Regions from separate parts of the Gossypium hirsutum genome. Here all the other regions are linked to region 3. The links are chromatin contacts, called in public Hi-C maps. All regions are on one chromosome and are shown on one strand. Each heading gives the region's core, a stretch centred on a gene start, on an enhancer-like site or on the middle of the called end of the contact. The rest is flanking DNA. Distances are from core to core; before and after follow the strand shown.

Region 1 (2,700 bases), core at 135-2,634, 280 kb after region 3:
CTCTCGACACGTTAGCTCTTGGCACAATATGAGAGATAAAACCTCCACTAGGGGATGATACCTTCCGTTGTTGGAGGCAGGGGCGAAGTCAGAACAATCTTTTAGGGGGGGCAATTAAAATTTTAATTTTCTATAGTCTATATCTTTATAACGATTTGAGAAAGGATATAATGAAATTCTTTGATTGGTTTTTCCCAAAGAGAGAAATGGTCCGTTTTATTTGACCCATGGCTCCAACAAAACCAAACCATTACACAATTAACAATACCAATTAAAGTAATATTTTTTTCTATTTAATTTAAATATTCAAATTAACTAGAAAATTGAATTTAATAATTTAAATAGTATCATAATTTATTTAATTAAATTAAATATTAAATAAATGGATTTAATAGAAATTAAATAGAATAAGAATAGAATTAAATAGAATTCTCTAATTTCTAATTCGAATTTTGAATCTTAAAACTAAAATAATAATAAATAAACAGAGATTTGAAAGAATTAAATCGAATTTTTATAATTTTAGGGGGGCCAAAGTACAATTTTATCTTTACTAATTTAAAATTTTTAAAAAATTTAAGGACTCAAATAGTAATTTTATATTTTAAGGGGGTCGGGGCCCATGCCAGTCCCCCTCTAGATTCGCCACTGGTTGGAGGACCAATTAACTGTCCAATTAACGATACTTCAAAGACTTCTTTCAGAAAAGTTAACCTCTTTGCAATAATTAACAAAATCAAGCTAATTTAAAATGTCGTGTTGTTATTGTAACCACTAGGATGAAGTTAGCTCCAACATGGTTTTAAGTATATATATTTTTTCAATTTAAAAATTTTAAAAAAAATTCCGGTAAAAATAGGTATTAACATAACCAGCATAATACAAATAAAAGGTAATGCTAGGGTGTTGAAGTAGTATGAATTTAACAGTGAAGCAAAAGCACGGAGTAGTCAACAACAATAAGATAAGGTGCAGCACATGAAACGTGAGTACTTGATTTTTGCTTTTTTATTTTTTTATGTCGGATTAAAATTTAGGTAAAGGGAGACTACTCTAGTTCAGAGTTAGGGTACATCATCAGTCTCGTCGAGATAAATTAAATTTAGGACCATTAATGAAATTCAAAGCTGAATTCACCCATATTTTCCAAATGAGTGACTTCACTAACTTTTATTACCTCTAACATTGAACATATTATCTATCAATTTCATTGCTCCAATAAGTGAGTGACCCACACAACAAAACAAGTCAACAATCGTCCAGAATCATGTTTAAACACTTGTGAAGAAAAAAGAGGAAAAGAATCTCTTCTATCGACAAACACTATCATAACCAACTCAATGGTATAGAAATAAAGAGGAGAGGTCAATTATAAGGTCATCGAATCAAGCCAATGCTCGTTAACAAGCTGTTAAAAGTTTTTCAGCTTTTTTATATATATATATACATATTTTTATAATGCTACTAATGCTACCCTCCCTTCATATCAACCATTTTTTATTCCATGTTCTTTTTCCTCCTATTGCGTGAGAAATCATTTCTGCTTTGTTTGACCACTGAATGTAACCAAGTAGATTCTGAAACAAATATTATACATGTTTTTCACTGTTGGCTTGGCTGCAATCATTTATTTTATGAATGCTAGGGAAGAGACTGAGTGCCTTTTCTTATCCCCTTAATTTGAGGATCTTTGCGTATTAAATTAACTTCTAGCTATTATATATACTGGTGTCTGGTTCATTGAGAATGATTTTATGTATGTTTTAAAAGAACCAGACAAAGAACCACTTGACAACTTGTTTCAATCCCTGATCTATTCTGTCTACCAAAAAGCTTGAAGAAATTAGACCTACACGGAAGACCAACCAAGTCAAGGTGAGTTATATGTATATATGTGTGTGTGTGTGTGTGTGTGTGTGTGTGTGGATATAGATATAAGCTATTTTTCTTGTTTAATGATTTCAGAATATACCCATTTCAGTAACAAAGAGCATGGAAGAGGTGAAGGATACGAAAGAGAAAGAGAGGGAAGACATGGAAGAGGTGCATGAAGAAACCGAGGGTTCAAGGACAATACAACCATGGACTCAGCAAATCACTGTGAGGGGAGTGATTGTAAGCATCTTGATTGGGACGGTTTACAGTGTGATAGCCATGAAACTGAACCTCACAACAGGTTGGGTCCCTAACCTGAATGTCTCAGCTGCTCTTATCGCCTTCCTTTTTATCCGGACATGGACAAAAGTTGTTGAGAAGGCAGGATATACGGCCAAACCTTTTACAAGACAAGAGAACACCATGATTCAGACATGTGCAGTTGCATGTTACAGCATAGCTATTGGAGGTTAGAGGTTTATTTTTCAGGCTCATTTCAATTCTCCCCTTAACATAACATAACATATATTGATGATTGATGATGTGGAGTGCAGGTGGGTTTGCATCTTATCTGTTGGGATTAAACAGGAAGACATATGAATTGTCCGGAGTAGGCACTGAAGGGAACTCTGCAAAGGCTATAAAGGAACCAGGACTTGGGTGGATGACCGGCTTCCTTTTTGTAGTTTGCTTTGTTGGTCTTTTCGTATTAATTCCTTTAAGAAAGGTAACCTTCGCTTGCTTACTAAAATAATCCACTTAAAATATTATCTTATATTACAATTTTAAGGTCTTATTACCTACATAAAAGGTCCATTATTCAAA
Region 2 (2,700 bases), core at 167-2,666, 480 kb before region 3:
ACTAATATTTAAACTTTACAAACTAGTCTTTTTTCATATCTAAGCTTAAAACCTAACAATTTAATACAAAAAACTTCAAGAAATCAACAATAATAACTTTTAAAAACTTTAACAATTTTGAAAAATAACACACAGGTAAGCTAGATTAAATTCCCGGAATTTCAAAAATATAAAAATTTAAAAAAAAACTAAGTACTTGAATTTTAAGGTTAAAGCTTCCAAAACGCTAAATAGCGTTAACCTTCTTTTGTTTATATTTGCTTCGGGTGAGTGGGGAAGAAGATAATGTAATTCCATCCCCAACTAACTTGATAATAATATAAAATTTTAAGTTATTTCTTTCTTTTTTTCTTTTCTTTTAATTAATTTAAATCATATTTTATATTAATCAATTTAATGACCCATGTTTGCTACCGTCAACTAATAGTATAATAACATGGTTTAATTGCTATTTCAGTCCTTTGACTCATTTCTTAATTAAAAGTCCATAACAATTGAACTTTTACTACTTTTACAATTTATTTCCTGTACCTAATTAATCATTAATTTGATAAACTTGGCTATCCAGAATTCAATTCACCTAGAATATAACTCCATAAATATTTAATAAAAATATTTATAATATCGATTTACAGAATCGAAGTCTCGAAATTGAATTTATCCAACACCAACAACTTTCAAATTGTTACAAAATCGCAAAGAGACAAAGAATTGTTCCCAAATAAAAAATATGCTTTTACCGAAGGGGTCAATAACATCTGTGTGAACCCTTGAAAATATATTTTCATCGAGCTGAAATTTGAGGAGCCAAAAGTATAACCTTCTTATCTAGCTAAACAACTTAGTATACCAAAATCATGGTTATCTGTATGGTACAGATTAGTAAATACATTTTGGTATATTATATCTTTTAAATTTTTGTATATTTCAATAATTTCGGTATATTTTAAATTGTTTGTTTCAATATTAATCTAAACAGATATTATATCTGATTTATATCTATTGATACAAACTTTTGATATGAAAACAAACACAAATACTAGTACATATCACTTTCAGAACATAAATATTACTTTCTATACCCTACATTCTAACCAATATCCAAAACCCATGGGAGAATTCACCATCGAATTCCCTTTCTTCCCCAGTTTCAATATATGCTAATATCCCTTCTTTTGGCCTTTAACTTTTGATTTTATCAATACTCAAAGAGACGCCGTTCCAAATATTTTCAAAGACCATGACTGTCACTATTTCTTTATTAACCAGCAATTACATTCATCCACTTGGCTAACCATTGTCCACAGTCGTAGTCAACTTCAAACTCTCACAGATCCAATGTATATTTTAATAGGATTTTTTTTTTGCCTATATATCAATGTTACAATGGTTGTCCACGTGCTTAGTCCTTATCGTAAATCCTGATTACCATCGTTTTGCGATTACATAACCGGCCGTCCTTTTCTTACTTTTTTTTTTCCAGATCCTTAAAAGTCAACACGCGTTAATCCATGTCTCGTCCAATCTCCTTTGATTCTACCCATCATTATGGCCCCATTTCTTTACCACACCAACCGTAAAAGGCATTTCCTTTTTCTCTTTTCAGTGTTCATTCTTTCACAATCGCTGCCTCCAATGGCCCTCGCTAACCCACTTTCACCTCCATCATCATGTACCAAAGGTCCGGGTCCTGTAATCCCTGCAACACCCTTACTAAGTTTCCTTGTACGTGTCCAAGAAACTGCTTTGCAAACTTATGGGAAATCGAATTTTGATCCTAAACACTATGTAGACTTACCGTTAAAGTCTAATCTTTCCACCACCGTGGAAGCATTCGATAAACTTCCCAAGACGGAAGATGGGTCAGTTTCTGTTAAGGATTTTGAAGCGTTTATCGGGAAGTACTTTACTGATGCAGGGGATGATGTTGTATATGCCGAGCCAGTGGATTTTGTCCCTGAGCCGCATGGCTTTTTGCCCAAGGTGGAGAGCCCAGAGGTGAGAGGTTGGGCATTGGAAGTCCATGCTTTGTGGAAGAATTTGAGCAGGAAAGTTTCGAGCTCGGTTCTTCATCATCCTGAATTGCATACTCTGCTTCCTTTGCCAAGGCCTGTAATAATTCCTGGTTCACGTTTCACTGAGGTTTATTATTGGGATTCTTATTGGGTTATCAGGTTAGTTTTTGACTTCATCATAATGTTTTTAATTTTAGGATCATAAAGGAATATTCTCTTGGAGATTGCTTCCATGTGGCTTCACAGTTTATTGGAGTTTTTAAGGAATCAACATACCTTAGTTTAAAATCTTAATGGGGATTGATGTTTAATATGTTTGTGCAGAGGCCTGCTGGCAAGTAAAATGTACGAGACTGCAAAAGCAATAGTGACTAATCTCATTTTCATGCTAGACACTTATGGTCATGTTCTTAATGGTGCTAGAGCCTATTATACCAATCGAAGGTAATGCTATTCAGTTATTTTCTTATCATTGTTTTAGGAATAAATGAAAATGGGTTTTCTTTTAACTTTTCATTTGTGCTTTTCATATTTTACATTATATCAAACAATGTAAATTACTACTAGTTTTTACGGTCTTAATTGCTCATTGCCTTGTACAACTATCTAATAGCTTCAAGGTCCCTTTTGCAGCCAGCCTCCTCTTTTGAGTGCAATGGTCTATGAGATATATAATCGGACCGGT
Region 3 (2,700 bases), core at 52-2,551:
AGACCTAAGGCTAAATGGGGTTTTGTTAAGCATGAAATTAATCATACTTGATTAGGGTTTAAAAGTGAATTTAAACGTAATGATAATAAGTGAAAAGGAGAAAGGACTTAAAAAGTAATTGAACTAAAAATAAGAAAATGGAAAAAAATTGTTAGTAAACTTGAATAGCTACTTATGCGTTAAAGAGAAAAAATAAGAATTGTTTTAATTCTATTCCAATGTGTCCTTTCCAAGCCATCATTACAAGGTATTTATATAATTTTCATATGTCAAATTTAGCATGATTCCTCCTAACATTATGCCTAACAACAAACTAAAATCATATTTTTTTTCTATTTATAGAGTTTGACAAATTCACAATTTGATTTTTAATCAGCCACTAATTCTGCAACTTTTCAATTTGTCCCCTTTTATTGTTTTCTATTCCAATTAAGCCAAATTTGTTTGTTTATTTGAACTTCGGTAATCTAATTGCGTCCTGACAAAACTAAAACTAGAAATCACAATCTTAGTAGCATTCTATTCAAAATTTGACCACAAATAAGAACATTAAACACACAAAATTAGCTTGCTATCAGATTGCTATGTAAATGACAATTAATATTTAATTAATTTTTAAAATTTGAAAAAATATTTCTTCATAATTTTTATATTTTAAAATAATTTTAACGATTTTTAATTTCTAAAAATAGTTTTAATTATTTTTTGAATTTTTAAATTTTAAAAACTTAATTAAATACAAACGTACCATCCAACCTCAACAAAGTTAAATATTAATTTTTCCATTCATTTGGAGTGATTTGAAAAAAAAAATTAAATTAAAAAAATTTAAAAAGTAAAAAATTAAAAAAAAAGCTAAAATGTGGTTTTTTTTAAACCCCAAGAAATGCCACCTAGTAGAAATTTCATAGGCATGGTGATTCATCTTCCCTACAGGAAATCATTTCTATTAGTATGTGCATTAACAATCAAATTATAATAGATGGGTAGAGAGATTTGAATCCACTGCATGTCACATATGCAAGCTTTTGTCAAGTACTCCTTTGAACATTTGTAAATAAATTATATATGTTTACAAGGCCGTAACCATAACAACATTGAGTCGAAGAAAATTTTAGATATTATCCAATTTGATTCGAATTTTTACAATTTTATTCATAAAAAACAGTTCAAATTTTTAGCATGAAAGAGATTTTGAAATTGTGGAAGGACTGATAATGTAAAATGTAGATTGGGAAATCAATCAGAGGCATCCTACTTCAGACTTTTTTGCATATCCACCCTTCTCATGTGAGAGTACAGGGTGGAAAGCTTAGTATTTTTTTCCCACCTAAAAAAGCAAGCACTGCAATAAAAATAGCCTTGTTAGAAATGTGAGAAGCCGCCCCCATCTTACATGAGCAAACAAACACAACAGTTATGAGATTCAGTCACATTGCAAGAGGTGGATTTTGTGACATTTCTTACCGAATTTAATGAAAAAGTTATGGCTCCAACTGGTCTCTTATATATAAAAACAAAACCCCATTGCACAATCAACACAAACAAAACCATGGTATCATCAAAGCTTCTTGTGGTTGCTGTTTTCCTGCTCTTTTCCTATTCATTTGCAAAGCTTCATGGTACTTTAATTGATCATGTAGCAAAATTACTTCTTCTTTTTGCAAGTAAACTAATTAATTAAATTTATGTGTTTGCTGAAGGTGCAGAAAAGGGTCCATGCAAGTCTCATTCCAATGGGGAGTGTTCAGCGCATGCAAAAAAAGGGAACGGTAAAGGTTGTCATTTTGCTGGAACATGCAGCAGCGGAGGAGATTGTAGGCAGGCATGCGCAGCCTTGGGCCGCAACCCTGATGCCGTCGAGTGTGTTACTTCCACCGGTGAAAACCGCTGCTGTTGTCTCGACATTTGAAAGACTGTATGAAACCGTAATGAAATTTACTTTACGTACCCAAATGCAAACCCTTGCAGTGTTAACAACTTGGACGAGTTAACATGGTCAACTGTTTGTGTGGTGTTTGTAACGAGTTATAGTGTCTATTGAGTGTCTTTTTGTGTAACTCTTTAGAAGTTTTTTATGAAATAAATTTATTTGGCTGAAAAAATGGAGTCAAAGTTCAATGTAGAGTTCTTAATATTGGACTAGTTGGCTAAAGAAAACTCTTGTTTGCTGCTTCTCCGATCTACATGATGTTTTTTGTTTTTTGAAAGTACGACAATTTCATTAAAAGGCCTCCAAATGTACATGGGTTCAAAAAGTCTAGATAACGAAAGATGAAGTATAAGGGTTGAAATGGTCCAGCCCATCCCGGAAGGAGACAAACCTTAGTCCCACCTTTTCCAATCCAAAGGGATGAATAGAGGAAACTGGAATGAAGCAGTCCTACTCCCAACCTACAAGTCTACTACCGAAGAGGTCCAAGAGGATCGCGGTTGACACCATAGAGCACGTAATCGATTGTTGTAAATCCTGAGCCTTCAAGAGGGCATCAGCATCCAAATCACAAAGATCCAGAGGACCCAGATCGACATCACCATGCTCGAGCGTTCGAGACCAATGTCAATGGTGCTCCACCCCGCACAACATCCTTACCAAAACGAACAAAAATGAGGCTCAAAAAGCTTCCGACCAGACAAAAGGAGACAAACTCTTAGACAAAAATCGTGAAAAGACCACGAAAAAGCCAAGGGTCTCTCTTC
Region 4 (2,700 bases), core at 183-2,682, 310 kb before region 3:
ATTTTTTATTATAACTTTATAAAATACACAAAATATTTTTATAATATAATTTTTTAAGATTTATAACATAATAATTTTTTGACCATAACCGTTCCAAAACACACACGTGTTCATGTTTATAATATAATTTTTATAACTTGTATAAAAACATTTTGTTAAAAATTGGATTTCGGTGTAATTACACCAATTCTCACTATCTTCCTAAGAATTGGAAAATGTAATTAGGTACTTAAATTAAACCTAATTTGGCGGGACCCACTAATTACAATGGTCACTCAAATATATCACCATTCTACAATTACAAGTAATTATGTCCAAATCCAATTAGTAGGTACCTTTCTAGATAATACCTTAAAATTTTGAATTAAGTTGATTTGTAGACAATTTTGAAAGGTTTATTTTTCATCAATGGAGAAACTTTTTATTAAGAAAATTATCACAGTGAATGTTAATTGATTTTTTTTTTAATTTCACTAAAAATCTTATCACACGTGTATACATGTGGAAACTACAGATTTAGAATATAAATGTATGTTTAAAAAAATATAAAAGAAATAATGAAATGTATTGTTTGAAACTAATTAATAACAACAAATGAAATATGTACATTATTTAAATTATTTATCATAGTGTTGTTATCAATTTTGAGTCAGTATCAAGTTAACTTGTGACATCAACTCAATTAAATATATTTTTAATATACAAAATTGATGGAGATAATAAAGTGTGCATTATAAAATTACAATATATAAAAATATCAAAATAAAGTTTTATTTGAATGATAAGTTAAAAGTTTTACTAATACAATTGATATGAATTCAACTTTCACCTTATACATTTTTTATTAATTTTTTTAAAATAAAAATATTAAAATGCTCTTGAATAATAATACTTATTTTAATTATGAAAAATATTCGCATAAATTTTTATCCAAATTGAGAACCATAATTGAGAGTGACTGTGGCATAGGCATGTTGAGAGAAAGAAGTTGAAATGGAATCGTTAGTATACAAAAAATCGAACTCGCAAATTTGGTAGAATTCTTTACACGCAGTTTAATGCAGGGAGACCTTGAAGCAAAATGGAGTACGGAAAATTGATGCCAGCACTGGCAAAATAAGGGCCACTTGTGTGACCCTTATGGCATTTCATGTTGAAACGTAGTTCATAGGTTTATCTATGGTAGAATTAGTGTTAATTCAATTTCAATCTAAATATCTGCTTCAAGAGGAAGAATTTATATTGAAAATAAGCTTTTTATGATCGTATAACAAGCAGTCAAATATGGAAGTTCAAGCTTCTTTTTTTTCTTCATTTTGTCTGCAGTTTGCAGTAGCTTTAAAATGGAAGGAGAGAAATTAAAGATGATGAAGAAGGCCTGGTGGTCTAAAATGGTACCTTGTTAGTTTGCTTCAATTGTGGGCTTCGTACTCTTTGCTATGCTGGAAACCAGGCCCTTCCATGGCCAGACCACCAACCACGTGGGTTTACTTTTTGACCCACCATTTGGTCTCCAATAGAAATGACAATGAGTCAATCAAACATAACATAATTGATGAAATTATTTAAACAAAAATAAAATATTAAAGTAAAAAGTATATATATTATAAATATGAGTTAGTATTTGATATATTAGTAGTGTATTTTTCTATAACACAAGTAGTCTTAAGAAATTTTCATGTGTTTTTTTTAAATATTTATTTTTTAAAAATATTTTACTATAACTTTATAAAATACTTATCAACTTCTTAAACCTACTTGTAGAGTCTAAAAACTCCATTAGCAGTACATCAAATATTTTTTTATAATAATATTTATTTTTTGGGTTAGTATCCTGTTCATTGCAAAAAATAGAATTTAGTATATGACACATGTCTATTTTAATTTATTTTTAAGATTCTCTTAAAACATATAATGATATTTCGCCGTTATTAGTAAAATTTTCTAACTCCACTAACAATGGACCAAAAGATTTCCATTTTATTTTTTTAAAAATTATAATCTATATAAATAAAATATGAAAATTAGAGGAAAATGGAAAATGGAATATTAAACATTTCTTTACTGTGTTTATGAAAATCTATAAATAGATTTAATTCCCATACATTTGCATGAGTTAGTTGTAAGAAGCTTAAGTGGTAGAGGAAATGTGGTCCCTTAGAGTAGGTTAATGTTGGCGCCGGCCTCTACTAATGGCAAATCATATTCATATTACACTCTTCCTATCCTATTCTCTACTAATGGCCTCTTATAGTGCCTTTGGTATTCATGGCATGTGGTATAAAATAGTATCGTGCTATCACATGAAATTATTGGTTACTTAGCTTTTATTCATTCAAATTCCATTTTAATGTATTTATTCCGTTTATTTATGATTTTTTATTTTAAATTAATTGAAACTTAATTAAAAATAAATAATTTTATTTTTATTTAAATATATCGAAATCCAATTAATATTGCACCATCTAATCCGATATGAATAAATAACTAAAATAACCAACTACAAAAAATTATCCACTTGAATTTTTATAAATTATTTTTAAATATAAAGTATTTTTAAATATAAAGTAAATTCAATACAATAAGTTATCTTTTTTAAGAATATATGACAATCTTCATATGAATTATTTGAAAAAAAAACAAAAAATGAAAAAAGTATGATATATGAAAATTCAATTAAAAATGTCAAAATAAATAAAT

What was found. Hi-C and Micro-C count contacts between places; a contact is called where the count stands out from the background.
Region 1: a contact with region 3 is called in a Hi-C map of leaf, with 4 times the contacts expected there. The contact joins the promoter of LOC121213573 here to the promoter of LOC107951317 in region 3. A contact is called at or near these places in 2 of 34 Hi-C or Micro-C datasets (both in leaf).
Region 2: a contact with region 3 is called in a Hi-C map of leaf, with 2.1 times the contacts expected there. The contact joins the promoter of LOC107951313 here to the promoter of LOC107951317 in region 3. A contact is called at or near these places in 8 of 34 Hi-C or Micro-C datasets (callus, hypocotyl, leaf and 2 more).
Region 4: a Hi-C map of leaf shows a contact between it and region 3, with 3 times the contacts expected there. The contact joins the enhancer-like site here to the promoter of LOC107951317 in region 3. A contact is called at or near these places in 10 of 34 Hi-C or Micro-C datasets (hypocotyl, leaf and seedling).

The regions. Positions count from the first base shown.
Region 1 is chrA02:44,339,683-44,342,382 of Gossypium_hirsutum_v2.1, forward strand. LOC121213573 (metal-nicotianamine transporter YSL1) reads left to right here and starts at 1,385. Exons shown (of 10, transcript XR_005908969.1): 1 at 1,385-1,875; 2 at 1,982-2,344; 3 at 2,430-2,602.
Region 2 is chrA02:43,580,833-43,583,532 of Gossypium_hirsutum_v2.1, forward strand. LOC107951313 (probable trehalase) reads left to right here and starts at 1,417. Exons shown (of 10, transcript XM_016886316.2): 1 at 1,417-2,174; 2 at 2,340-2,459; 3 at 2,649-2,700. The coding sequence starts at 1,549.
Region 3 is chrA02:44,058,080-44,060,779 of Gossypium_hirsutum_v2.1, forward strand. LOC107951317 reads left to right here and starts at 1,302. Exons shown (of 2, transcript XM_016886320.2): 1 at 1,302-1,622; 2 at 1,704-2,184. The coding sequence starts at 1,487. The coding sequence ends at 1,912.
Region 4 is chrA02:43,749,994-43,752,693 of Gossypium_hirsutum_v2.1, forward strand. No RefSeq gene overlaps it. Among protein-coding and RNA genes, the nearest start is that of LOC107951314, 37 kb to the left of the region's middle. Within about 2 kb of position 1,433, at least 5 of the 9 cell types and tissues checked have an H3K27ac peak or open chromatin away from gene starts, as enhancers often do. A contact at or near this core is called in hypocotyl and leaf, where this site is marked.